Regions from separate parts of the Zea mays genome. Here regions 1, 2, 4, 5 and 6 are each linked to region 3. Evidence: chromatin contacts called from public Hi-C data. All regions are on one chromosome and are shown on one strand. Each heading gives the region's core, a stretch centred on a gene start, on an enhancer-like site or on the middle of the called end of the contact. The rest is flanking DNA. Distances are from core to core; before and after follow the strand shown. Region 1 holds the start of LOC100283905 (protein AATF). Region 2 holds the start of LOC100272796. Region 3 holds the start of LOC103649930 (nipped-B-like protein B). Region 4 holds the start of LOC103649936 (small G protein signaling modulator 1). Region 5 holds the start of LOC100272990. Region 6 holds the start of LOC100281148.

Region 1 (4,094 bases), core at 1,140-3,639, 570 kb after region 3:
AGGCTACAAGCAGGATGGTAACACAATATATCGCCAAATTATAGAGGTATTTAACAAAATTAAAATACAAGTTTCATTTTTTTTCTTATTTGCATGGGTGTTTTTAGTACCTTAGCTGCCACGTTTACTACATTGTGGCTATCTCAGAGTGGTTTCTGTATTAAAAAACGAACTCTATTAGGAAGCTAGAGCAAACTTCAGTTACGCATAAAAGAAATGCAATTGCCGAGACGTGATAAGCATTTCAAGTACTCATACTCAGGTGATTATCACAAGTAGACAAGTAGTTACTTGAAATCATAGGGATGTAAGCAGCTGAAAATAAACAAATGCTTAGTGTCCTGTAGTGTTTTTCAAGCGCTAGCCAACTTCTAAGTTATACTGATTAGACCGTTGAGGTCCAAATGTTGATGAGAACCCCGTTCCCCAGTCACCAGTCCATTTTTTTTTTCAAGCACTAATGGTTGGTTAGTTATTTCTGTTGCAAAATTTACCTTGCCTGCAATCTCTGTACTTCTGACCACTCGTCATTGTCTCCATTTGAGGCAGAAGGAATTTCTGGGGTCAAGTAAAGAGTTGTGTTATGAACATATAGATGGGATGTCATAGTTTTTACAGTAGAACAAGAACAGTATAGAGAGCAGCAATACCATTGGCATCCTTTGTAGCCTGATTACTCTCAAGCAAAGCCTATAGGTAGTTTAAGAGGTTGAGTACAATGAGAAACATTTCAATTATTATTTGCAAAAGAAACATTTTGATCATATTGAGGAAAATCATAGGAGTGAAAGGAAAACAATGTGTGCAACTAACTGAACCTCCTGCAGCTCCATCATGCTGCTCAAAGTATGTTTCGTCGAATTCAAAAGATCATCATATGCTTGCTCTATCTGCTTATCATGATTGCAAAACCTTGTTCTGATGGATTCCTGCAACAGCACAGTAGAAAACAAAATGGAGTTTAGAATTCAACTTAGCCACAATCCTGCATGAAAAGGGGGGACAATTAAAAAGAACCTAGGGAGATGCTTGCTACAACCTGGGGTAACTTGTTGGAAGTAGAAAACGCCTTCTGCAGCAAGAATCTCATTTCCATGGTCTTGTCCCATATCGCCTTGAAGGAGCATAAATCAAACAAAGGTAAGAATTTTGACAAGATTATATATATGTAGCACATGTTAATACCAAGATGCAAAGAAGGTGGGTCAGCACCTTCTGGTTTTTGACTGCTTGACCTCTCAAGGCATCCTCCTCTCTGTGTTCGTTCATCATCTTTCAAACTATATCTATACAAGGCTTCAGTTGAAGAATCCCCAAATTTGGCTCTGCCCTTAGCTAGTTTGATCTCCACAGTACAACAAACTGAATGGAAGAAAACAAACCTTACCTGTTGCAAAACAAAACAAAACAAAACAGTAAAATCACTTGACTTCAGAGTTGAAACAAAACCGGTATTCACATGTGTAGCACTGATGCATATACAAATACCTTTATCAGAAACATGAAGATACGTGAATACATTATTTTCTTAATAAAAGTCACGATAGAATACATGCAAGTTTTTTTAGAAATAAATAAATGATGAAGCATACTACAATTCTAAAAGTAGCAGTGCAGCAGGAACATTCAAATTGCCCTACATTCTTGATACTGTGCTGCTTTGCTCTTATTTCCAATAAACCAAACACTCAAAATCAGGTCACGTGACCAGATGATTTGACTATGGGTGAGGGGACAAGACAGGACTACGAGAGAAGGAATTGAGAAGCAACTCGTCGCTGACTTGCAGATGGCTCACCGTGGATTTACTATGGGCAGGCAGTGGCAGACACAGAAATGAGGCAAGGGGGTAAAATCAAAAAATTATAATTATAAGGCTAGAAATCTTACTACAGTCAAACCAAAATACATAATCCTAAAATAAAGAGCACAAATAATGACATCGATTGAAAATACTTAAACAACATGGTGGTAGAAAAATACCGTACGGTGCCGTTTTTTAGAAAGTAACAGTTGGCACTCATCAATCAAAATAGGATGCGTTGATGCAACGATAATAATCAATAATCAGTAAATATTACTCGCTGTCTGGCTCACTGTGCAGTGCAGCACAGGGGCCGAACGTGCAAGGGCAGAAGCAGGGGCACTGCGGCCGCTTGGGAGCTGGGCGCCTGCTGGACAATAGACGCTGGCGAGTAGGTAGCTAGCCGAGGAAGCGAGGTCGGCCAGACCGCCTGACGGGTTCGAGAGGTAGGGGCGCCGCCACGGAAGACGCAGGCAGGCGCAGGCGCGGCCGTCGCTACTCGCTCGAGACTCGGGATTAGGTGGACGGCCGGGTGGGGGCTGGGCCGAAGGAGAGGAAACCGTGGGTGAATTCTCCGCGGGGGAATACCTCCTCATCCTCTCTCCGCGACGAAAAAAATTACTTGTAGAGATCTCCGCAAACATTTACATAACATTTCTTCTCCATCCCATTCCTACAAAGATAAATCCATCTCTATCCGCGAGGGAATACCTCCTTATCCTCTCTCCGCGACGAAAAAATTTACTTGTAGAGATCTCCGCAAACACTTACATAACATTTCTTCTCCATCCCATTCCTACAAAGATAAATCCATCTCTATCCCTATTTAAATTATAATTAAGACATACATTCTTTGTTAGTAATATTAAACATTATCACGTATACACATTGTTTAATGTAAAAAATCATATATATACATCAAAATGAACATATTTATATAATTAGTGTTCTCTTTACAAGGTAATTATTTATTTTTGTTGTTAACTAGTACACAAAAACATAGTCGCGTGTAAGTTTAACGGGTCCGCAGGGAACAGGAATGGGAAATGCTTCCCGTCTCAATCCCTGTTTACCCATCGAGGGATAAAATTTCACGTTTATATCCTCGCGAGAAAGTTTCTTCCCCATCGGACAATGTTGCCAACAGACATAGCCTTTGAGGCACCCAGATTAACCTTTCAAAAGCATCACATAGGCAGAAGCAACCCGGCTTGAGAAGATTAATGTACTAGAAGAGAAACGTTTAAATGTTGTTGTTGGTCACTTGTTCTCAAATGTTGTAAATCGAGAACAAGGCAACACAATTATTAAGTATTAAGGACCTTCGTCTTCCGAAGCATTATCTCCTCGCGAGTATAATGATCATCAGATAAAGGTCGTGAAGAACATGTCTTTATCATATTATAGATAAATAAAAATAGATAAGGATAAATATAATGAATATAACTCATTGATTCCCTCATATTTACAATCCATAAAATATGTATGAGTATCAACAGAATTTGTATTACATTGATACATTCGGCTTGCTCGAAGGTGTTGATGCGAGAAAGATTACAAAACCAGTGTGAACAGTACAGTGCTACTGTTCATCTATTTATAGACACAGGACGTAGCCTAGGTAAAAGTATATTTATGTTCCTGACATTTACTTGTGATCGTAACATAAATCATTAAGGACTAAGTAGTATTTTTTCCCTTTCGGCCAGCATCGTCATCAGTCTTCATCACCATTATAAGTCGAAGTTGTTACTCTGTCAATAGCTTCGACATTTATTCTTATCATCTTTAGATCATATCTTCATCTCGTATGCCTTCATCGTGGGGGAAAGACTTCCATCCTGAAGACGAAGCTCCCTGTAATAGCTTATGCAAAAAGCAAATGGTTAATTATGTTTTTGAGGACCTTCGGAAGAGGAAGGCCCCCAACAGTTGTCATTCAGTCAGCCCGATATCAGCAAATCTTGAGACGCTACCATGCAAAGTAAGAGCACCTAGAGGGGTGAATAGGTGATCCTGCAAAAATTAACTCTAAATAACACAAACTTGGTTTATAGTGAGTATTAGTGAAAGCTAAAACCTAGTTGGTATGAGTAGAGATGGAGAGATGAGAACTCTTCACTTGATTGCTCCTTTGAAATGTGTATCAAACTTAGGAGCAATAATACAAGTGAATATGACAACTCAAGAAGACAAAAATCACAATAGAATGAATGGACAAGAGACATGGCGATTTTATCCCGTTGTTCGGCCAATGCCTACTCCACGTTGTGGTGACCTCCTTCGGTCA
Region 2 (4,377 bases), core at 918-3,417, 570 kb before region 3:
CATCTTCTCTTGGTCTTCGTGTAGATCTCCTGGCTTGCCGTGGCATTGCCCCATCTAATTGGACCAGGGCGCAGGTGTAGGTTGCGGCGTAGGCTGATGCGCTACTGCATGTAGTGGTGCTCAGGCGACATCGTCCTATCTTCTCCGCTTGTTTTCCTTTGCCTCGGTAACGCGCGAGCTACAGTGGGAGTCGTAATGATAGCAGCCCAAGCGGTACAAGGAGTCAATGGTATTGCCTCGTTAACGCATGAGTTACTGTGCGACCTATGTATTGTAGACACATCGCCTACCAATGGGGCGGGCAGGTATACGTCTCGTCCACAGTTAATGCAGAGGTGCTTTACACTTAGAGGCCGACGTCAGGCTTTCCCCGATGGCTTATGTCACATGTCGTAGAACACGTGGCAGCATCGGGCCTTGCCTTGTGTGGGGAGTAGTGACTAGGACCACCCTTTCTAGTGTCATGGGGAGGTCCTGTCTCCTCCGGTGTTGGCCAACACGTGGCAGCATCGACCCCCCTTAGGCTAGAGGTCTGAGTGGCCTGCCATGAGGGTAGGGGTTGTTCCCGAGGGTCCAGCCCTCGGGCGCAGGTGCTGAGAGCCTTGAAACAGAAATGCGCCCATGGGCCATTTCTAGTTGTTTTGGTGATCAAATGCTCAACACATTATTATGTACTAACAACTCCACATATGAGCATGAGCACATGTTTTTGTAAAGTAAATTGAGGATTACAAGAAAAAGCATCCTTTGGGCTTAGAAATGGACAGACTGAAACATCTATGGATCAAAGTGAAAAAGGTATGCTTCTAGCACTTAGTCAATTGTTTTAGGTACTAATCATGTTTGTACAAGTGCTAGGGACCATATAAAGTCGAGCCAAAAGGAGCAAAAGAAAGTTGGAACAAAAAGGAACAAGCTGGGATGGACTGGGCAGCACCGGACAGTCTGGTGCCACCCACCTGACTGTCCGGTGACCATCCTGCCGTACTGGCCACTCTCGAGCTCGGTCAGGCTTCATCGGCTAAAAATCACCGGATAGTCCACGCGGAGCGCTAGACAGTCCGGTGTGAAGACAGCCAACGACTATCTGCCACGTAGAGGATTCCCAGTACGAATACACTATACAAGACCAAGATCATGACACACCTAAGGAGCGTAGGACCATGTTCACGGGGATGGGACACCAGGGCCTACAACAAGCGTATTGGACCTCAATTCTGGCAGTGAAAGACAAGGTTCGTCTTCACCCCTTCTCCCCTATATGAATTATCCGATCGATGAAGTGATTCAGCAACCCATGAGGTGGGTGTATCAATGGGAGGAGTCTGAGTACTACCAAATGTTATTGGACTCGTGTAGTACGACTTCTGCATGGACTGGACATACTTGTGTGGAGTATAAAAACAATGGATGCGTGAGCAAGATATTATGTTTCTCTCGTTGGAGGGGTATAATACGCCACACAATCAGTAGAATGCACACCCGTGGGAATGATCTTCACCAGAGGGTGCATTGTATCTTCGATGTTATTTGTGAACTATAAAATTGTGACATATAATGTATTTGAACTACTAAATATTGTTATTGGACTTATGATAACATTTGGACCATTTTTTATTCAATTAATGTGACCTAAACATGCTTTTATTTGCCAAAAAACAAGAGGTTCGGTTTCGCCTGATCTGTTGTTGGTTTATCGGTTTTGGAACCGATTAATCGTCATATCGACCAATAAACCGATGATGAGACGTTTCAATTCAAAAATTGGTTTGGATTTGAATATATCAATTTCTACTGCTTTACACCAATCTATCGTGATTAATCAAATATTGGTTCCAGCCGGTTTTTAGGTAGCAACCCGATTTGGTGAACTTTGCCCTTACCTGTTACCCTAGAACTAGAAAGATCATAGAAAGATGAAAGAGTTGGGTTGGTACCATCAATGAAGATTGTACAAAATCAAGGGTCCAAATGGGTACAGTAGATAATAATTGTGGTCCAGCTGGCTCCCACGTCATGAGACCAGCCAGATCAGCCAGCAACGGTCACTTCTACGGTGCGCCGGCGGCACAATCACGACAACCACTCACTCCTCTCCACGTGGCCACCTGCCTCTTACCCAACGGCTATTTCACCATGTCCCCATCCCCAGCCGCAGCCGGCCTCCCGCGTCCCCGCCTGTCGCTAGTTCTCTCGCCTTGACCGCAGAAATAAAACGAAAAAAAAACAGCGCGCCACCGCCACCAACCAAACAGAGGAAAAGGAGGGGAGGAAGAAGCGGAGGAGAGAGAAACCCTAATCGAGATGGGCAAGCTTCTCTGCGACCCCTCCGCCGCCGCCGTCGCCGAGGCCCTGCCGCCGTCCCCAGCCCCCGCTCCGCCTCCGCCGCTCCTCGCTTGGTCCTCCCCGGCCCCGGCCTCCTCCCCCGAGGCCTCCATCTCGCCCACAGGCTGGGACGCGGTCTGGGCGCTCGAGGACCAGCAGCGCCGCCGCCTCCACCGGATCTGGGAGCGGGGCGTCGCGTGGAAACCCTCCTCGCCGGGCGCCGGCGAGGCCGCGCTGCCTCCCGTGGTCTTCCGCCTCGACCACGGCGGGGAGGTCGACGCCGATGGCAACTGCCTCTTCACCGCCGCGCGGACGGCAGCCGCTGCCAAGGCCGACGCGCGCGAGCTGAGGCACCGCGCAGTGCGCCGATTCGCCGAGGTCTACGCCGCCGCTGGGGAGGACGACAAGAACGCCGTCGACGCCGCCGTGAGGCACCTCTACGCGCCGGATCTCAAGGCCGGGTGGGGTGTCCATGTCGTGCAGGAGATCAAGGTGCTCGTGCCCAAGGCCCAGCGCCACGCGCTCGACTCCGCCATCCAGGAGCTCGTCGATCTCGGTATCCAAAGGTACCGTGCTCGCGGATCTGCCCTTGCTCGCTGCTCTAGCTCAAATCTTTTGATTTTCTCGCCACTTCAAGATCTAAAAGCCTTGTCATTTTTTTCCCGTATGCCTTTTTGATGATTTCGCCATTCTTGCTCTTGGTCTAATCAGACGCTCGTGCAATGTCGTTTTCTCGCCACCTTCGCAATAAAATATTCTCCGTTTCCCAGCCCAAAATATATTTGTTCTTGACTTCTTGAGATTATCAAAGATTATTTGGTTCAGCTAATTTACATATAGCAGTTCGTGTCTCTTTAGCCCTTCCTGAATTTCATAACACATCCACAAACACGGATTGACGAAATCTTGTGGGCTTTGGCATCGTGGAGATGCAGGACACATCGCTTCACAAGGTGTCTGCGTTGTATCCTTGAAATTAAAAGGTCAATGAAATGAAGGATGGAATCGTCCTTTTAAGTATTGCGACGCAAGTGTTGATGTAATGGGAGCCCACGCTTGTCCACCCTGTTATTTCCAATACATCACTTAATACTCCCATGTTGACCCTGGTACAGCTGTATTCCTACATCTTGATTAATCAAAGAATCTGAAGTTGTTCAGTATACTAATCAGCTTAGGTTTCCTGTACCTGCTCATTTGTGACACCCACATAGGATGGCTACTAGCCCTCTGTGCCTCCAAAATCCAGTTACGTGCTCATATATCATGTCTTCGGTGTTGACTGCCTTTCAGGGAAATAGCAGCTGAAACTATCTACAAGGAAAGATGCATCACTGTAGACAATGGGGATAGTTGGACCAAGTACATGTCCATTTCTGGTTCTTCAGAGGACGAGCATGACATTATCACCCTGCAGTACACAGAGGAGGGGTTACTGACAATAGATGAGAACCGAGATGGCCGTGCAGCTGCATTTGGCGATGATATTGCCATTGAATGCCTAGCTACTGAATTCAAGAGAGAAGTTTACGTGGTAAGTATTTGAACATATATGATATGTTGCTACTAGTTTATCTCTATTTGATATAGCTGAAATAGCATTTGTAATATGATCTTGGGCCGTTTTCTTTGTGCATTGATAGGTGCAAGCCCATGGAGCGGATGCAATGGTTGACGAGGATAACTGTGTGTTCTTCCTCCCACACCGTCCTCGAGGAGAAGTTTGCGAGCCACCGATTTTTCTTTTCATGAAAGGAACAGGTGTGTTTTCAGATGCAAACATGGCCGTGCTCCCCCATCAGCAAATGCATATAATCTGTAGAATGCAAATCAGTCTCTATTCCTGTATTTTTATTTAGTGACACGGTCATGCTTAAGTAGACTGTACAAATTTTTTTCACTTGCAGCATGGTGTGGTGCTGGTGCTGACCATTACGAGCCTTTGATCGCCACTGTCCTCCAGCATGTTACTCCAGACAAGGCAGCTGTCATCCTTTGAGAATGACTGCAGTTTTTTCTACCTCCCTTAGCTTTTAGTCAGCGGTGGAGTTG
Region 3 (3,925 bases), core at 1,368-3,867:
ACGACTAAATTCGTTATGTAGGTTTACCATCTTAGCCAGGTGTGAGATATGTAGTTATCCATGGCATTTAAAGAAAAAAAGCAACAGCAAACAATCATTAGCAGAACAAAGCAACAGTCGTAATACTATAATAATGATTCAAGTTAGATGCTAGATTTATTTAAGAACTAACAGAGCATGTTGATCCGTCTGGGTTTAAAATGTTACGAATCTACAGGCGTGAACAACAGTATCATTCCTTTCTGTTACCAGTTCAACATTGGATTTAAAATGTTGTGAATTCCTTTCCGTTACATTCAACACTGGATCAACTAGTAAGAAAATCAAGTTTAAAAACCTTAATACATGTCTGGAAAGAATCATCACCTGAAGTTCCACCTGCAGCTTTGGCCTGTGCAGCATGTGCCTGCAGTGCCTGGGCAGCCATGATGGCCTGAGCAGCTGCCATGGCAGCCGCAGAGGGCGCCAAGGGCGCATGCCCGAGAGCACTGACAGAAGTCGTGGCAGCAAGCAACGACATCAGCAGCTGTTGCGGTGGATGGGTGAACTTACAGTCAGTCTCCACCTTTGTGCACCTCCCGTTCATGTAGTCCCGGCATATCTCCCCCAGTGAAGCACCAACCCCTGGCAGGATGACTCCGCCCGAGGACCCAGCGGTGGAACTAGGCATGGCCCCGAGGAGGCTGGGGAAGGCACTGGAGGGCGCGCCTGTGTAATTGGGCATATTAGGCATGGTCTGGTTAACCATGTTGGGGTAGGCAGAGCTGACAGCAGGTAGCGCGGTGGGGAAAGCGGCTGATGGTGTGGCGGTGGAACCGCTGAAGAAGACGGGGAAGGGGCTCCCCATGACGGAGACGCCGTCAAGCTCAACGTGTACCATGTAGTTGCCGCGCTTGGGGACGACGTAGGTGACCGTGTAGGATCCGTCCCCGTTGTCCTTGACAGTGCCTTCGAGATCGTCCCCGCCGACTCCCGCAGCGGGCGAGACACGCACGTGCACGCGCGCCCCACCGGCGGTGAGCCTCCGGCTGTGGCGATCCTTGGCGACGACGGTGAAAGTGGAGGGCGTTCCGGCAGAGCCGCCAGCGATGCCAGGCCCCGCGGCGGAGCACTTGGACGGGTCGACCGGGCCTGGCAGGGCCGGAGCATCGTCGTCCGAGTCGGTGGAGGTGAGCTCGGCTGGGGAGGGTGGGGCGGGGTCGACATCGTTGTAGTCGTCACCAGACGCGGCAGCGAGGGCCTTGAAGGTGGCGTCGAAGGCGGCCTTGGCGGCGGCAGCGGTCTCCGCCTCGGACTTGAGCTTTGCCTCCTCAGCCTGGCGCACCCAGATCGGTTTGGGCGCCGCCATGAGAGCGCGGCGGCGGACGCTGCTCTCGCCTAGCTTGCCTTCAATAAGCTCAGCTGGCCGGCTAGGGTTCGGTAGAGGCCTAGAGGGGGAGCAGATGCAGGGGATGAGGGCCGAGGGGCAACGAGGAAGAGGAGGCGTGTCGGATGGGGCAACCAAGCAAGAAGGCAGAAGAGCGAAAGGCAGCCAGAATCTGGTAATGAAAGGCGGCCCAACTGGAACAGAGCCCAATAACAAAACAAAGACAATCGAATAAAAACTTCCCTTAAAATACGAGAGTAAACAAAAATGCCGTGCGTGTGCTTCGCTACCGACAAAATCACGTAGTCACAGCATCTCCAAGCCTTTTAAATTTTCTCTCGCATTTGACTTTATTTTTCTATAAAGATTACGCTCTAACATCTCACTCCAACTATCTAATTTGGCTTGGCTAGTTAGAGTGGTTAATCAAGTTTAGCTAGTGAAAAAACCAATTTAGAGAATCGAATAGCTTAGCGAGTTAGACGGCTAGTATTAGAGAGTTATTTTACTGTTGAGTTGATAAAATTATTTTACTGTTAAGTTGATAAAATTTGGCTTGACGAACCATTTGACATCCAAAGCATACTCAATCCAAAACATACTCAATTTAGTCCTTACCGAGAGGCCGAGCGGTGACCAGGGCATGGTGGACCCCGAGCCGGAACGCGACAACCTCCAATTCATGAATGTAGCCGGCGATAGGCGTCATCCGGGAAGTCTAGGCAGACATCTCCCTCAACCACAAAACTCCGAGATGACTGCACACGAGGTCTATGGCCGCAAACAGACCACGGTGCTCAGCGTCAAGAGCTCAGAGGCGGTCATCTGCACGCGAAATCTCCTCCAGCACCATCGATGGCGAAAAACGGAAAATCCCATGAGAAAACCGCAGGAACTGGAAGGACCGAAAATCGAGGAAGGAAGAGCACGAGCCTCACCTTCTATCAAGAACCATGACGAGGGTCCATTGACACTGCATCTTGATGTTCACACCTCGGAAAGGCCTGACTGGGCCGTCGGAGAGCTCTCCCTCGCTTTGACCGCAAGATGCTCAGGCCCCCACCATCTTACCAAGTTCAGACCCTGCCACGGCAATCCCCTTAGTAGTGGCACCTCGAGCGGCAACGCGAGCCCTGTGCCTCCTCTAAAGGCTAGGCTGCCACCGAACAACTGATGTCTAGGCTCGGGGGAGAAATTTGCTATTATGGAGATCCTCACGTGCGGCTTCGACGTTTTGGAGGCGTAGACGAGGGATTAGCTGATATGGAAAAGCAGAGAATAGGTCACTCGCTAAAACGAACAAGAACACTCTATTAATTGGTAACCTCTTTGATTAAAACCATGGATACTCACGTCGTCTACATCCGTTACCTCTCTCTAGCCGACGTTCTTTTCTCCTCTTCTCTTCCTGCGCAAATTTCTCTAGAATGCAGCAGCCGTCTTCCTCATCCTTGCAACAGCCGCTAGCCCAAGCTCCATAGTCGTCGTGCCTCCCGGTGGTCGGCCACCTCCACCACCTGGCGTTCGCGGGCGCGCTCCCGCACCGCGCCATGCGCGACCTAGCGCGGCGCCTCGGCCCGCTCATGCTGCTCCGCCTCGGCGAGCTCCGCGTCGTGGTGGCCTCCTCCGCCGACGCCGCGCGCGAGGTGATGCGGACCCACGACCTCGCCTTCGCGACACGGCCGCTCAGCCCCACCGCCATGGCGCTGCTCGGCGACGGCAGCCTCGGCCTCGTGTTCGCGCCCTACGGAGACGGGTGGAGGCAGCTGCGCAGGCTCTGCACCGCCGAGCTGCTCAGCGCGCGCCGCGTCCGCTCGTTCAGGGTCGTGCGCGAGAACGAGGTCCGTCGGCTTCTCCGCTCCGTGGCGGCAAAGGCCTCGCCGGTGCGGCAGCAGAAGCAGCAGGCGCTGGTCGACCGGAGCAGTTCTCGCCGCCTCTCCCACCTCCTTCTCGCTCCTACCGTCCGCGTGCCGCTGCAAGGGGAGTGAGTAGAGTGGAGTCTCGCATGAGCTTTTTTATGCTCCCTTGTGAAGTTGTGATGATCGTGATCCTCATCCCCTGCAGAGCAAACAAAAATCGTTTTTTTCGTGTACAAACGCGCCTGACATGTCTGGAAATCACCCCATTACATCATTCCGACGAAGAAAGGGGGAAATCAATTTATGGAGCGCGAGGACCGGGAGGAGGAGGAGCGCGGACTGGTAGGCGACCGGAGTAGCGACGACGGCGTCCTCGTCAGCTTACCGGCTCCGCCGCCGTGCCCGTCCATGCCTCCCCGCCGTCTCGCCCCCGCCGCCGCGTCAGCTCCTCTCCTGCTCTGCTTTCCCCGCGACGAACCGTGCTCTAGCTCTCTTTCGTTTCTGAACCGTGCTCTGCTTCCACCGCCGTTTCTGAAGCGAGAAGGGACAAGACGGGAAAGCAGCGAGCACTCACGGCGCTGGAACGGCGGCTGTCTCAACGGCCCTAATCGTCGTTCACTACTGGTAATGGCGTGGTCATGTCCATTTTGAAGCGTGGGTTGTCCTCTAGTTTTCCATAATAGAGAATCCCTCGCCTACG
Region 4 (4,010 bases), core at 617-3,116, 630 kb after region 3:
GTCCGCTATCGGCTCCAGCAGCAACCTGTAAATGGAACTGTAAAATAGCGGACGACTTTGACGAGCGCTAAAGCCAGAGCGTACTTGTTCATCCGCTATCCTGCTCTCACATGCAGTCCAGCCTCTTCCTCTCTCTACTTTTTCTCCTGCGCTTGTCAGATGCCGTGCAGATGCCATGCAAATTTGTCTGCTATTGCTTGGTTGTAGTCGGTTTTAAAAATTAATTAGTCTCTAATTAATTCTTGGATCACATGAATGATTTTTTGTTTCCGTGCGTATGATAGGAAATACATAATACATTTTTTTGTAAATAATATGATCGATGAGTAATTTGTATATAAAATGAAAATGTATTGTAAGAAGTATTTTTATTTCGCAACATAAGTTAATTAATTTTTTATAAGTGACATGTAAAAATAATGTGTATTATAAAATCCGGTACACTATAGATATAGAGGACCGAATTTAGGGGACGTTGTTGGAGATGAAAAAGATATAGAGAATAGAATCTTTTAGAGCGTGCTGTATAGGACAGAGAATATTCCTTTAGGGGATAGAATTTAGGGGACGTTGCTGGAGATAGTCTAAACCCTGCTACTCTAGGCACCATCTATACCATGCGCACTGATTACCAAATAGTAACAATGAGCTATCACTATGCAAGATGTGATTAGTGCCATGTCATTAAAGGAATGTGACCAATACATTCCTTGCCGAGAATGATCATCACACAAGGCTTACAAGCGGTGTAGTGGCACCGGTTGGGGGTGTCAGCCAATGTCACTGACAAGGGAGCAACAGATACATTGGCATTGTCACCGGCATGGAGTATTGATACCTATCAAGCAATCCATAGTATATAGTACTACTACTAAACAGCAGAACTAATTTACTATAAGGGTCAATAGCAACCTTAACTGGGGAGGGATTGAGGCAGGGGTCGCTGATGTCACGAACAAGGGAGCCCACCCCGCGGTGGAGGCTGGCCATGGCGCCGCCCGGGCGGCCGCCGGCGCCGCACATCCACTTAATGTAGTCCCCGCCGGCGCCATCGTAGCTGGACTTCACTTGGGGCATCGGGGTTCCAGTAACTCTAAAAGCCTCCGGACAGCCAAACCGCGCCCGGCACCTCGGCTAAACTGATCTTGAGCGCTGAAGACGAAGGCGAAGCGAATCGAACCCAAGCAGGATTGTTTGGATTGCCGGGCGGCGCACCAAAGTAAGCAAATCCGCAACCAACTCTGAATGGTGAGAGAAGAAGATTTAGATTAGGTTGCGAGAAAGCCAGTCCCTAGTGCAATCCGTCCAAGCAACCTCGAGGGGCGGTTACCGACACGAGAAGGAAGAGATCGTGGCAAGTGCGGGTGGATGGATCTCCACTCCACGCCAGTCCAGGCGCAGCAGAGGGCAGCGACGAAGTAGAGGACGGGGATGCCTCCCCACAAGAGAAGGCTGTAGCTCAAAGCCCCGGTTAGCTGTATAATAACCGCGTGGTCCGCGCCGCAGGCGGCAAGGTCGCCGACGACGCCGCACGACTGATTATAGCGGCGTAGAATAGAATCGCGGGGAGGGGCAAGAGAGAGAAGACGGAGAGGAAAACCCTCGTGTCGAGTCGAGTCGAGTCCCCCTCGGACTCGCAGAATTCCGGTTTTGTCCCTATGTCCACGGCATAACAATGGTGCAGAGGTTAGTGGGTGTAGGGGGGTTTATGTCATGAACAGATCCACACAGCACCCATGGTACGGTTCGGCCAGATTGGTCTGGCCGTCTGGCTGGTCCGAGCGCGTGGTTCACTTCTCGCTGTCGTTGGGAGTTTTTTTTTCTTTTTGAAAAAGACGCGACAGATAGTTAGGAACTACTATCCGCAACGATTTCTCTATGTCGGTCTCTAAATTTTATATCATCCTCTCAAATTCAGTCCTCCTAAAGCTCCCGCAGCTTCCCTCTAAATTCATCCCTCTACACAATGCACTATATTTCTAATACCTTTTAAAATATATTTTTCACATATATTTGTTATAGTCTGAAATGGTGTGTACATATTGATATTGGTTTTCTTTTTAATTCATAGTTTAGAGTATAAAAAAATTAAGGGGAAAACAACACCTTAAGGGCTAGTTTGGGTACTCTAGTATTGAAGTGGTTTTGAAGGATCGAAGAGTGTATAAATCCCTAATAGATCAAAAACTCCCACAATACATCTGAATCCACTCTAATCCCTTTTATTAATAGAGTACCCAAACTAGACCTAAAGGTTGGTTTAATGACAAGTAAATTGCATGGGTCATCACTTACTATTCAATTGAGGAGGGCATACTCCTAAATTTAGCTAAATTTAGGATATTCTTTATGACCAATTGATGCGACTTTAGTATGGCCCTAGAGCTTTAGGTTCTTTTGAGGTTTTGTGGTTAAATATAAAGTATATAAGTTATGTTAGTCTACATATTATCATATTAGAACATGGTCAAAATGACAAAATTATGTTTATCATATATATAGACATATATTATATTTAAAATTCTATATCGACGAACAAACATGGTATGTGCGAGAAGTATCTATAACCTGCATTGAATCATGGCACAAAAGAAGTGCCTCGGTGCGGGTTTCATCTGCTCTTCCAACGGTTGAGAATCATTATGTCTTCCTTTTCGTTCTCTATAAAACTCTTATCTTCCGTCTTTTATTAATATTGTTGTGAATTGCTATTTTTATGAACTGTCAATCTATTTAATGTCCACTAGTACAATACATGTATATTGCGACGGCATACCAATGTATAGTGTAACAGGCGAGAAGATATGAGTTGAAAAAAAATCACGTGCCCCTTTTTATAACTCGATTAACCGCTCATCCTTCTTCAGCTAGCAAAGTGATACTATATAGGAGTGTTGTGTTGTGTTGCGTTGTGTTGTGTGTGACTTTTTTATCGGGTTAGGCTTAAGTGTTTTCAAGTGAAATCTAGTAGGTAACAACCCACGTCATTTGATGATGCACGACAATGGTGGCATGTGGAAACTAGTGCTTTATAGGAGTATTAGCAAAGTATTTGTACGTTGCTATGTTTTTTATTTATGCTTAAGTATAGTATATAAAATTCAAAGAAATATGTGTTGTGTTAGCTAGGTAAGTGTGGATAAGTTTGGAGCTAAAAATTATGGTTCGAATCTTTATTTATATATAATTTTATCTTTTTATCATTCAAATGCAGGGGGCACAATAACAGTGGACGTCAAACATAAAAACTGGTGTTACATATAATGTTTTATATAGTAGAGAATGACACTTTCACTAAGATCGGTCCAATCATATATACTTTGCAATTGTCTACCGCTCAATTCTTATTATGCTCCATTTGCATATCGATAATTAGAGGACGTGGAATTGAATTGGGTTCAATTACAAATCAGTCATGGTATTGAAATGAGTTGCAATTTCAATTCTGTTGTTTGGATGTCACTGAATTGGAGTTTCGGATTGTGTTCCTTGTGCAACCAAATAATAGAATTCTAGAAAGCCTATTCCAATTTATAATTCTATGCTTCAATATCTACATCCAAACAAGGTTATATACTTTTTGTGGCAACAGTATTCAGATACTATACTACTCGAATTTTGTTTTGACTTTGGACCCATGCTATGAACATAAATGTATGTGCAAAGTAAAAAATTAATAAACTATTTGTATACATAGACAAGAACTATTATAAATCAAGTTTGCTATACAATTGCTATATAATTAGGCCACCAAGAATTATTAAAAATTCTTTAAAAATAATATAGATCTACTTTACTATTTACTCTACTAATATATCAAATCTTAAATTCTAACTCATCTTATATTAGCAGATATAAAAGGAGATATTATATCCAATATATAATTAAAAAATTAAAACTTTATTTTTTATATCTCAACATATAACGAACTTGAACTATTTGTGCCGTAAATAATAAAACACATCTATAAATATTTTGAGACTTTTTTTTGACTTTTGATGGTTTGGTTT
Region 5 (4,350 bases), core at 110-2,609, 950 kb before region 3:
CGCTTGATTCTGGCATGACCATCAATGAAGCGGTCAACAAGAGCTTGAAGTTCCGCATCAGGCTCAATACCCTCTATATCAGCACCACATAGTGGGCAGTCTTTAAAGCGTGATATACATGCCCTGCCAAGGAAATCCAGTAAGAACCTATTGAAGCAACGAATGAAACACAAAATGCAATTGAGCTGGATGTGAGGCACGAAACACACTTGCAAAATTTATGGGCACACGGCTTGCATTTGCTACTTTCATGGAGTAGTGCCTGGCAGACAATGCAGCTAAGCGGACCCAGCTTGAAAGTGTTGGAGTCATAGCCGAATGGGCATTTTGCTGGTACGACACGAGGATCGGTGCCCTTTTCTTCACCATGATCACCACTTTCCTTGAGCTTGCTACCATGATCCTTGCCAGTGACAGGGCATACACCACTGATGCTCTTGTCAGATTTTGCAGGGCACACCCCAGTGTTGCTCTTATCAGATTTCACAGGGCATACACCACCACCAGTGGTGGCTCCCGCGAAAGGGCAGATCGAGCTCATGATTATTCACTCGTCCTTCCCTGCACAAAATGAGATAAGAGACATGAAGTTGCAGACCAAATTTATCATATGATAGCGCAACAGAAATCCTATATGTATGTGTGCATAAGTAGAGTCCAGGTATTGGTGCAGAAGCGGATTGTGGGAATCAAATCCCTAGGGTTGGATCTCGAATTAACCACATCACCACATAGTGAGAGTGAGATTATCGATCTAGTCGGCCAGGAAGAGCAAACTACAAAAAAAATGTTGTTGGGCAAGCGAAGTCTCAGAGATCCAAATGATAGCATGAGCAATTCAATTCGATGGAATTGAGGAATACGAGGCGAGCAAGCATTGAGGCGTTCGGTTGCAATTGGGTTGGTTAGCGGCACAAAAGTGATGTGAGAGGGGCAAAGTTCAGTGCAATAGAGAGGAGTTTGAGCATTGGAACGCAAGTTTTTCTAAGGTAAGTTTTCAAAATTTGAGTCGTATGGACCAAGTTTCGGACAAACTAACTTCAATTCGATTCCAAACCAGGTGGGAGAGGGCGAGAATCACCCACCGCGGCTACTCGCCTTCCCCCAGCCGACGCCGAGAACAGGCCTGCCGTGCACCTCTGGACGCGAGCTCTGCCGACGCCTCCGGTCTTCCCCCACCAAGCCACCGCACTGGCACGCCGCTGCTGCCGGCGTCCTCTCGCACGGGGAGACGAGACACCGCGATGGCTCGGACGGCGATTTGCGTTGCGGGTGGATGTAAGGGCACCCGGTCCTAGGAGAGATTAGAGAGATGTGTCAGATTCCGCGGCGCGGGCGGGGCGGGGAGATCGACGACGACGCGACGGCGATGCGATATTCTGGTTGTTGTTGGTGGTTTGTCCCCTTTTCCTCTCTCTTTTTTTCTTTTTTTTCTTTTTTTTATTTTTTGAGGTGGACAAGGTTGAAGTAGTGCTGGGAATTGGGCCGTGCCGGGCCGGCCCGGCCCAAGCCCATCGTGCTTAGTGCCAAACGGGTTCGGGCCAAGAAAGCCCAAACAATTTTTGGGCCGTGCCGTGCCAGCCCGAAGTGTAAAAACAGTGGCCCAGCCCGGCCCTAAACCACGCCGTGCCTTCGTTGGGCCGTGCCGGCCCAAGCCCGGCCCGTATATTTGACCACATAAAATCAAAATATTATAACCATATAAAGTTCATATCTTACTAAATTAAAGATATTAAACAATTATAGCATCATTTAACCACATAAACTCTAAATATAACAACAATATAAAGTCAATATCTTACTAAATTAAAGAGATTAAACAGATTGGGCTTAATTGGGCCGTGCTGGCCCAAGCCCGGCCCATCTATGCGTGCCGTGCTGGGGGCCCGACGGGTCAGAATTTGAGGCCCGGCCCAGGCCCGCCTTCGGGCCGTACTAGCCCGGTCCATATTATTTCGTGTCGGGCCGTGCTTTGGGCTCTTATTTTCGGGTCGTGCTCGTGCTGGCCCGAAAAGCCCGGCCCAGATTCCCAGCACTAGGTTGAAGGTTGCTATTTTCGGGCAAAGGCGGCGGCGACGAGCTCCAGCACCACGAGTCGTGGGGGGAAGGCCTGGTAAGATGGCATCGAGGCTCGAACGGTTAGATGTGTGCCACGTGGATGATCCGGCGACCACGCTACGACCACCGTTAACGTGTACTCTGTTTTTCTCTCGCACGAAAAAAGAAAGAGAGGAACATGGGCTGGGCTGGGTCTGCCAGAGAACAAAGGTCGACCCAGCCCGCTTGGCGGGTGTGGGCTCCTCCGGTTTCCTGCTGCTCTCTGGGCCCAGCGGCAGACAGCGGGGACAGCAGGCTTGAATGCGCTGCCCGGTAGTCAAGGCGGGAGTGGGAGCGCTTCTGCCTTTGGTTTGGTGCGCCCTCATTTATGACGCGCGCAATCTTCACTGTCTTCAGTCATCGTCAGAATTTCCTTCTTTTTTTTTTCCTTCCCCAACTTCTCCCTGCGTCGGCCGAGGCTGCGGCGACTGACCACAGCTTTCGACCCTTTCCAGTGGAGGGAACGGGGTTAGCGAGCGGCCTCCGCTGCGACGGCAACGGCGTGGGAGGGCCATGGCGGCCCCCGCGCTCGCCTTCCCCATGTTGCTGGCTGCCTCACTGCTCTCCGTCGCCGCTCCTGCGCTGGCTCGAAGCCGTGAGTCACCCTCTCTCCCTGTCGCTCCGCCCCCTCCTTTCTCCCTTCTCCCTCCTCCTTGGAAGGCAACTAGATCCACCGCTTCTTATTTTAGCCACCAATTCTAAAACGAGCCGCGAACGTATTATTTTGTTTGCCGCCATGGCGTCATGTATGTGCCACGCTGTCCCTAAGCCACCCAAGAGACGAATTACCAAATTGATATGACTCCTTGTTCTAACCTCTTGTGCTGCATGCCTGCTGATTCTCGAACAATATGGAGGTGCAAACTGTCTTCTAGTTTTGGATGGGGATTTTGCCTTCACCACAAAGAGACACGAGGAAATGTAGACAACGACCATTTGTTACTTCACTTTCCTCTTTAGCTCTTCTTTACACTTTGATCTGGCCATGACTCTGCGATTTTCCGTCCACACCTAATATATTGTTTATGTTGGTTGTTGAAACACAACTTTCGGCTTCCCAATTCGTTATGCGGCCTGTGTGCATCATCATATGGCCCCTATCAGTAATTTTTTTTAGCTTTGACATCAACAACTTCGACTTTGTGCAGCATCTTGCCCTGATGGTTGGCAAGGCGGCCCTGTTCAGAACAGATGCTTCATGTACATATCAGCCTCCCTTTCTTGGGATAGATCCGAGGCTGTCTGCCATAACTACAGCGGGCATCTTGCTGCAGTATCATCAGTCCAGGAGCTAAACTTCGTGAAGTCTCTCTGTGGATCATCATCCACAGGATGCTGGGTTGGAGGGCATCACTACAGCACTAGTACCGGTAACGGTTGGAAATGGTCTGATGATTCCTCTGTTTGGAATGAAACTGTCTTCCTTGGTGAGCCATTGCCTGCCAACTGCAGTGATCCTGCATGTAAAGTAGCCACCAGCAACGATTTCTGTACTTTGGTCACCAATGGTCAGCCTTCAACTATTACTGAAAAAAGGTGCAGTGAGTCCCATGGTCTGATCTGCAGGATGAACCACGGTGAGTCTGTAATTTATCAAGGCTTACCCGTTTCGCTAGAAATGGTAGTTTGCTTTTCATGAAATTCAGATATATTTGTGCTAAACAGTTTAGTTTTGTCATCAGTGGACAGATGCTACCATGATCATTGCCACAAGGAGTATTTCATATCCATTATTGCTGTGAGTGGTTTCATCCTGGCAACCACTCTAGCCGTTGTGGTTTGGCTGCTTGTCTACAGGCGAAGCAAGAAAAGAAGAAGATCGCGAGAAGTGTTAAGTGCCTCAGCTGCTGCATTGGTAGCACCGCAATGGAAAGTATTCACCAGTGAAGAACTTAGATCGATCACAAAGAACTTCAGCGAGGGTAACCGGCTTCCCGGCAACGCAAAGACAGGCGGAACCTATAGTGGAATCTTACCGGATGGATCCAAAGTAGCAATCAAGAGGCTTAAGAGGTCGAGCCTGCAAAGGAAAAAGGACTTCTACTCTGAGATCCGGAGAGTTGCAAAGCTATATCACCCTAATTTGGTTGCTGTAAAAGGATGCTGCTATGATCATGGTGACCGGTTTATTGTCTATGAGTTTGTCGCGAATGGTCCTTTGGATGTGTGGCTGCATCATATTCCCAGAGGAGGGCGGAGCCTTGATTGGGCAATGAGAATGAGAGCTGCCACAACTCTTGCTCAGGGAATTGC
Region 6 (4,122 bases), core at 339-2,838, 730 kb before region 3:
GATGGGTGTGTTTTATAAGGGTTCTTGCCCCGTTTTTCATTCTTAATATAATGATACACAACTCTCCTATGTGTTAGAGAGAAAAAAGTACACCCAGATTATTGTGACTTACATCCTTTTTTTCAGTATCTTGAGTTGTACTTACACATTCCTGCTATTCATAGAATATGCAAGATGAAATGACAGATCTGATGGACGTGAGCAATGAGATACAAGAAACTCTTGGTAGAAGCTACAACATCCCTGATGACGTTGACGAGGAAGAACTGATGGGCGGTATGGAAGTCACAATTTCATCTTTGCAATATGACATCTATTTCTGGATTTAAGTCTTCCATAGTTTTTGGCACATCACTTGGTAATATGGTTATTTGCTAATGGTCTAAAACTCCAATTGTTCACATATATTTATACTCTATAAATGGCCTAAATTTTCTTCCTTGCCATCTAGCTAGTGATTTATCGTCTAATTTTTGGAGATGATTCTCGCTTTACTGTTCTTATTATTTGTTTCATTTGACGTTGCAGAGCTAGATGCTTTGGAGTCTGATATGGAATTTGACTCAGCTGCAGTCCCCTCATATCTTCAACCAGATTCTGACTTTGATGCTGACCTCAACTTACCTGCTGCACCAAGTCGCCCTGCAATGGTCCCAGCAGGCGGGCTGCAGGTGATTTATTTGCACAACATTCTTAACTTAGTGTGGTTCTGATTTTTTTTACCCATTGGGAACGAACCAACATTAAATTCAAAATATCTCTGACCTGATGTAGTATTGGTTTGAGTAAAGCACACCATGTAATTTACCAAGATTTATTTTGATGTTTCATTGCATTTGCCATCAAGAATTTGCTTGTTTGCCTAAAAAAAACACGCTTTACCACTTTATTCGGCTAGAAGTTTGCTTGGCTGAGGTGGTAATAAGGGTTATTTGCTTCTTATCTGATGTGCAGGAGGATGAGCTAGGATTGCCAGCGGTGCCTCGGGCATCACTTCGCAGTTAGAAATAATCTTGTGTTTCGATTTTAAGTTGGTGTGAAAACTCTGTAGTTTGTGTCTGAGTCTGAACAATCTAATGCTTTTCGTCATGGTAATGCTTCAGTTTATTGCACTTCCTGTTGCTGCTGACGTTTCAGGTTCCTTTTTTTTGTCATTCTGGAATTTTTCATCTGTCACCTGTCACTTGAGCCGTGTTTGTTTGCAAGTACACGTCACTATACAGCAATTATTCCAGGGGAAAAAATCACTGTACACACCAGTAATTCTCCAAGACAAGTCGGCAGAGTGAACAGAAGACTGAGGGGAAAATATCTTGGAGGCTGTTGTATTCTTGCAATGCAGTATCCTTTTTGCTAGCAATAGCACTCCCTTTTGTTTACAATAATTGAGGCAAGATAACTATCAGGATCAAAGGTGGAAATATCTTTTCCAAGGGGTTCAAAATATCAGGCAACAGGGGTGAGCGGGTCCCCCTTCTCCTTGGTCCAAGAACACCGGTAGAGGGGTACCACATACCAGAATCTTATCCAGAGCAGGGAACCCCTCCTGGCCCTGCAGTATATAACGGAGGGGGTCACCACACAAAATAGATAAGCGTTCCAGATCGTACTGGACCAATCTGCCACCACACTTTGATCACACACAGGAAGTTGAGATCAGAAAAATGCAGGCTGCCGCTACTGCCGCCGGGTTCTCGGCCGTGCTGCCCGCCAAGGGCAGGCCGGCGGCGAGGAGCAGGGTGGTGGCCCGTGTCCCCGCCACAAGGAGGAGCGTCCGTGTAGCTGCCGTCGTCGCGACCGAGGCCGCGCAGATCGACTACAGCTCAAGCGTCTCGTACGTGTTCCCTGGCCTTGATCAACAAACAACCAGTCGGTGTAGAGCTAAGTTCTGGATGGTATGGTTAGAATTTGGGTCGGTGACACTGACACGCATGTTGGTGACGCTGCAGGGTGTTCCCGATGGAGGCCTGCGACCTGCTTGGTGGCGACGCGTGCAACGGGCCCATGTTCCCGGAGGCCAAGCCCGCCTCGGCGGCGGCGGCGGCGAGCAGGAGTGTGGTCGGGGTGGACAGGGACTACCTGTCCTACGACGAGCCAAAGACGTAAGCAGCAGCTAGCAACTAGCATAGGATAACCCAGCTTTTAGCACCATCTGTTCTTGGTGATTCGTCGAGGCAGCAAACTAACTGTGGCCATGGTGAATCCACTGGACTGCAGGGTGTTCCCGGGCGAGGCGTGCGATGACCTTGGCGGCGAGTTCTGCGAGGCGCCGTACCAGGACGGCGTCTCCAAGGAGCTGGCGCACGCCTGAAGACCCTGATCCATCCATTTCTGTCCACCACGCTATGTACGTATGTGTAGCAGATGGTTTACATCTACGTGTTAGAGCCCGGAGAGCTGGAGAAGCTAGCTAGCGTGCTTACAGAATAACAGCAGCCAAGCAAAGCCAAGGGTGTGTATATAATAGGCATGCCTTGGGTTGTGTCAGCTGCGACTGTATGTATAGTTTAAACCAAGATGAAATGGTACTGATGGTGATATTCCGTGTTTTACGATACAAAGGCTAGAAAATAGATTTTGCCTGGATATCAGATAGCTTTCAACTACCACAAAATATTATTTCTACCTGAAACATTGACCGCGTTGATTTATTTCAACTACTGCACAATATTATCCTACAAAAAAAAGGTAAGCGCAGAACTAGGTTAGCTGTAGCCTGTGCCCTGTGGCCACCAAAGCATGAATTTCAGTACTGAATTACTAGCTCCAAGCAATGCCCAACAATACTGAGTTAGCTAGCTATTCGTTTTGTACATGTCAGCAATAGTCTTAATTATGTGGCAGAAAGAGAAAGCAGAAAAAAACAAAGAGCTAGTGAGCACTCCGTCGCTCGTCTCGCACAGAAAAAGAGGGCCAAATCGTTAATCTTATCGCTTGCTACTATCTATTTGGCACACGTTCTTGCTGCTTGAGTTTAGATCCACTTTGGACAGAGCCACCTCCCACCCTGCCTGTTGCGAACTGCTCCAGTGTCGTATTAGTTATCCTTTAGTACAGCGATATGTCTTCAAAATATAACTTTGACCAATTATTTTGTTAAAACCCAAATAAACTCTTAATACAATTATACTTTTATAACCTTGAGCCCATTAGAGGTGCGACTAAGTGTCACGCACGTCTCTAACCTCTATTTTAATAGCAGACACCACCACATTAGGATTTGAGTTTTGATTAGATCATATCTGTCATCGAACATTTCGTCGTTCATCGGTTTGTGAGACCTCAACTCGTAATCAACACAGTTTTGGTTGTGTTCTATCTGTTCTTGCTTGTGTTCTTGATTGCGTTTGCAGGGATAAGCCTTCGTGGCGAAGTCACTTATGTGTAACGGGTGATAACCAACGGGGTCGTGGTGTAGTGATTGCGAGGATTCGTTCGCTCGGAGCCTTGGATCATCAGTCGAAATCTCCGCCCAATCAAGTTATCATACCTCACGGAAGATCGTGCCTCATCCTCTATCAGGAGAGGCTAGGGACGACGTTTGAGGGGGCCAGGTCAGTAGCAGCGAGTGAAGTTGCTAGGGCTGCGGCTTCCGCTGCCCGGGAGGTGGCCAGGCCGTCGCCGGCAGTAGCCACGCCTGGGCTGGTCGGGGCGACAGTTAGGGTGGCAACGCCCACGGCCAGGGCCGCGTCGGCGTTCGGGCCTGTGGGAGAAGGGGAAGGGCTGGCATGACGAGGAGCAGCGGTGTACCGACGGGGAGGTATGGCGGCGGCTACCGGGGCCGGTGGCAGGAGGGAAAGGAGGGCCAGCAGAGGGGCAACGACGACTAGAGGTGAGGAGGGAGGGAGGCAGAAGAGAAAAATCTAGCTTTTATACCATGTGGGAAACCCTAATCCTATATTAGGTTGGATGTTGTATTAATAAACTTGAGTTAACTGGGCCTGGCCCATTACATGTGGATGAGGGAGTAATTACACAGTAAAAACCCCAAACCCTAAATGAGTATTCTAACATATAGTATATCTTGGTGTTGTCTATGCACTTGAAACATTAAAAACTACCTTCTAGACAATATACAGTAATGCTAGCCTTTTCTGGTAGCTCCAAGAGTGACGTTGGATC

What was found. A called contact is a pair of places that touch in the nucleus more often than the background predicts.
Region 1: a Hi-C map of tassel shows a contact between it and region 3, with 3 times the contacts expected there. The contact joins the promoter of LOC100283905 here to the promoter of LOC103649930 in region 3. A contact is called at or near these places in 2 of 25 Hi-C or Micro-C datasets (ear and tassel).
Region 2: a Hi-C map of leaf shows a contact between it and region 3, with 7 times the contacts expected there. The contact joins the promoter of LOC100272796 here to the promoter of LOC103649930 in region 3. A contact is called at or near these places in 4 of 25 Hi-C or Micro-C datasets (endosperm, leaf, leaf mesophyll and 1 more).
Region 4: a contact with region 3 is called in a Hi-C map of leaf, with 9 times the contacts expected there. The contact joins the promoter of LOC103649936 here to the promoter of LOC103649930 in region 3. A contact is called at or near these places in 3 of 25 Hi-C or Micro-C datasets (ear, leaf and tassel).
Region 5: a contact with region 3 is called in a Hi-C map of leaf mesophyll, with 3 times the contacts expected there. The contact joins the promoter of LOC100272990 here to the promoter of LOC103649930 in region 3. A contact is called at or near these places in 5 of 25 Hi-C or Micro-C datasets (ear, leaf, leaf mesophyll and 1 more).
Region 6: a Hi-C map of leaf shows a contact between it and region 3, with 9 times the contacts expected there. The contact joins the promoter of LOC100281148 here to the promoter of LOC103649930 in region 3. A contact is called at or near these places in 9 of 25 Hi-C or Micro-C datasets (bundle sheath, ear, endosperm and 3 more).

The regions. Positions count from the first base shown.
Region 1 is chr3:33,645,861-33,649,954 of Zm-B73-REFERENCE-NAM-5.0, forward strand. It overlaps LOC100283905 (protein AATF), which reads right to left and starts at 2,390. Exons shown (of 12, transcript NM_001156803.2): 1 at 2,082-2,390; 2 at 1,213-1,387; 3 at 1,040-1,114; 4 at 819-929; 5 at 651-690; 6 at 495-558. The coding sequence starts at 1,272.
Region 2 is chr3:32,503,231-32,507,607 of Zm-B73-REFERENCE-NAM-5.0, forward strand. It overlaps LOC100272796, which reads left to right and starts at 2,168. Exons shown (of 4, transcript NM_001147249.2): 1 at 2,168-2,891; 2 at 3,619-3,859; 3 at 3,969-4,086; 4 at 4,233-4,377. The coding sequence starts at 2,305. The coding sequence ends at 4,324.
Region 3 is chr3:33,071,157-33,075,081 of Zm-B73-REFERENCE-NAM-5.0, forward strand. It overlaps LOC103649930 (nipped-B-like protein B), which reads right to left and starts at 2,618. Exons shown (of 4, transcript XR_563803.4): 1 at 367-2,618.
Region 4 is chr3:33,699,111-33,703,120 of Zm-B73-REFERENCE-NAM-5.0, forward strand. LOC103649936 (small G protein signaling modulator 1) reads right to left here and starts at 1,867. Exons shown (of 12, transcript XR_004857105.1): 1 at 1,335-1,867; 2 at 913-1,241. It overlaps LOC100272829 (Cysteine synthase mitochondrial), which reads right to left. Exons shown (of 10, transcript NM_001147282.1): 10 at 3,973-4,010.
Region 5 is chr3:32,127,104-32,131,453 of Zm-B73-REFERENCE-NAM-5.0, forward strand. It overlaps LOC100272990, which reads right to left and starts at 1,360. Exons shown (of 8, transcript NM_001147441.1): 1 at 1,086-1,360; 2 at 210-561; 3 at 1-123. The coding sequence starts at 541. It overlaps LOC100384527 (C-type lectin receptor-like tyrosine-protein kinase), which reads left to right and starts at 2,485. Exons shown (of 4, transcript NM_001322116.1): 1 at 2,485-2,692; 2 at 3,246-3,674; 3 at 3,780-4,350. The coding sequence starts at 2,611.
Region 6 is chr3:32,337,860-32,341,981 of Zm-B73-REFERENCE-NAM-5.0, forward strand. It overlaps LOC100281148, which reads left to right and starts at 1,589. Exons shown (of 3, transcript NM_001174200.2): 1 at 1,589-1,834; 2 at 1,950-2,102; 3 at 2,218-2,550. The coding sequence starts at 1,665. The coding sequence ends at 2,311. It overlaps LOC100273036, which reads left to right. Exons shown (of 7, transcript NM_001147485.2): 5 at 165-276; 6 at 529-671; 7 at 955-1,287. The coding sequence ends at 1,005.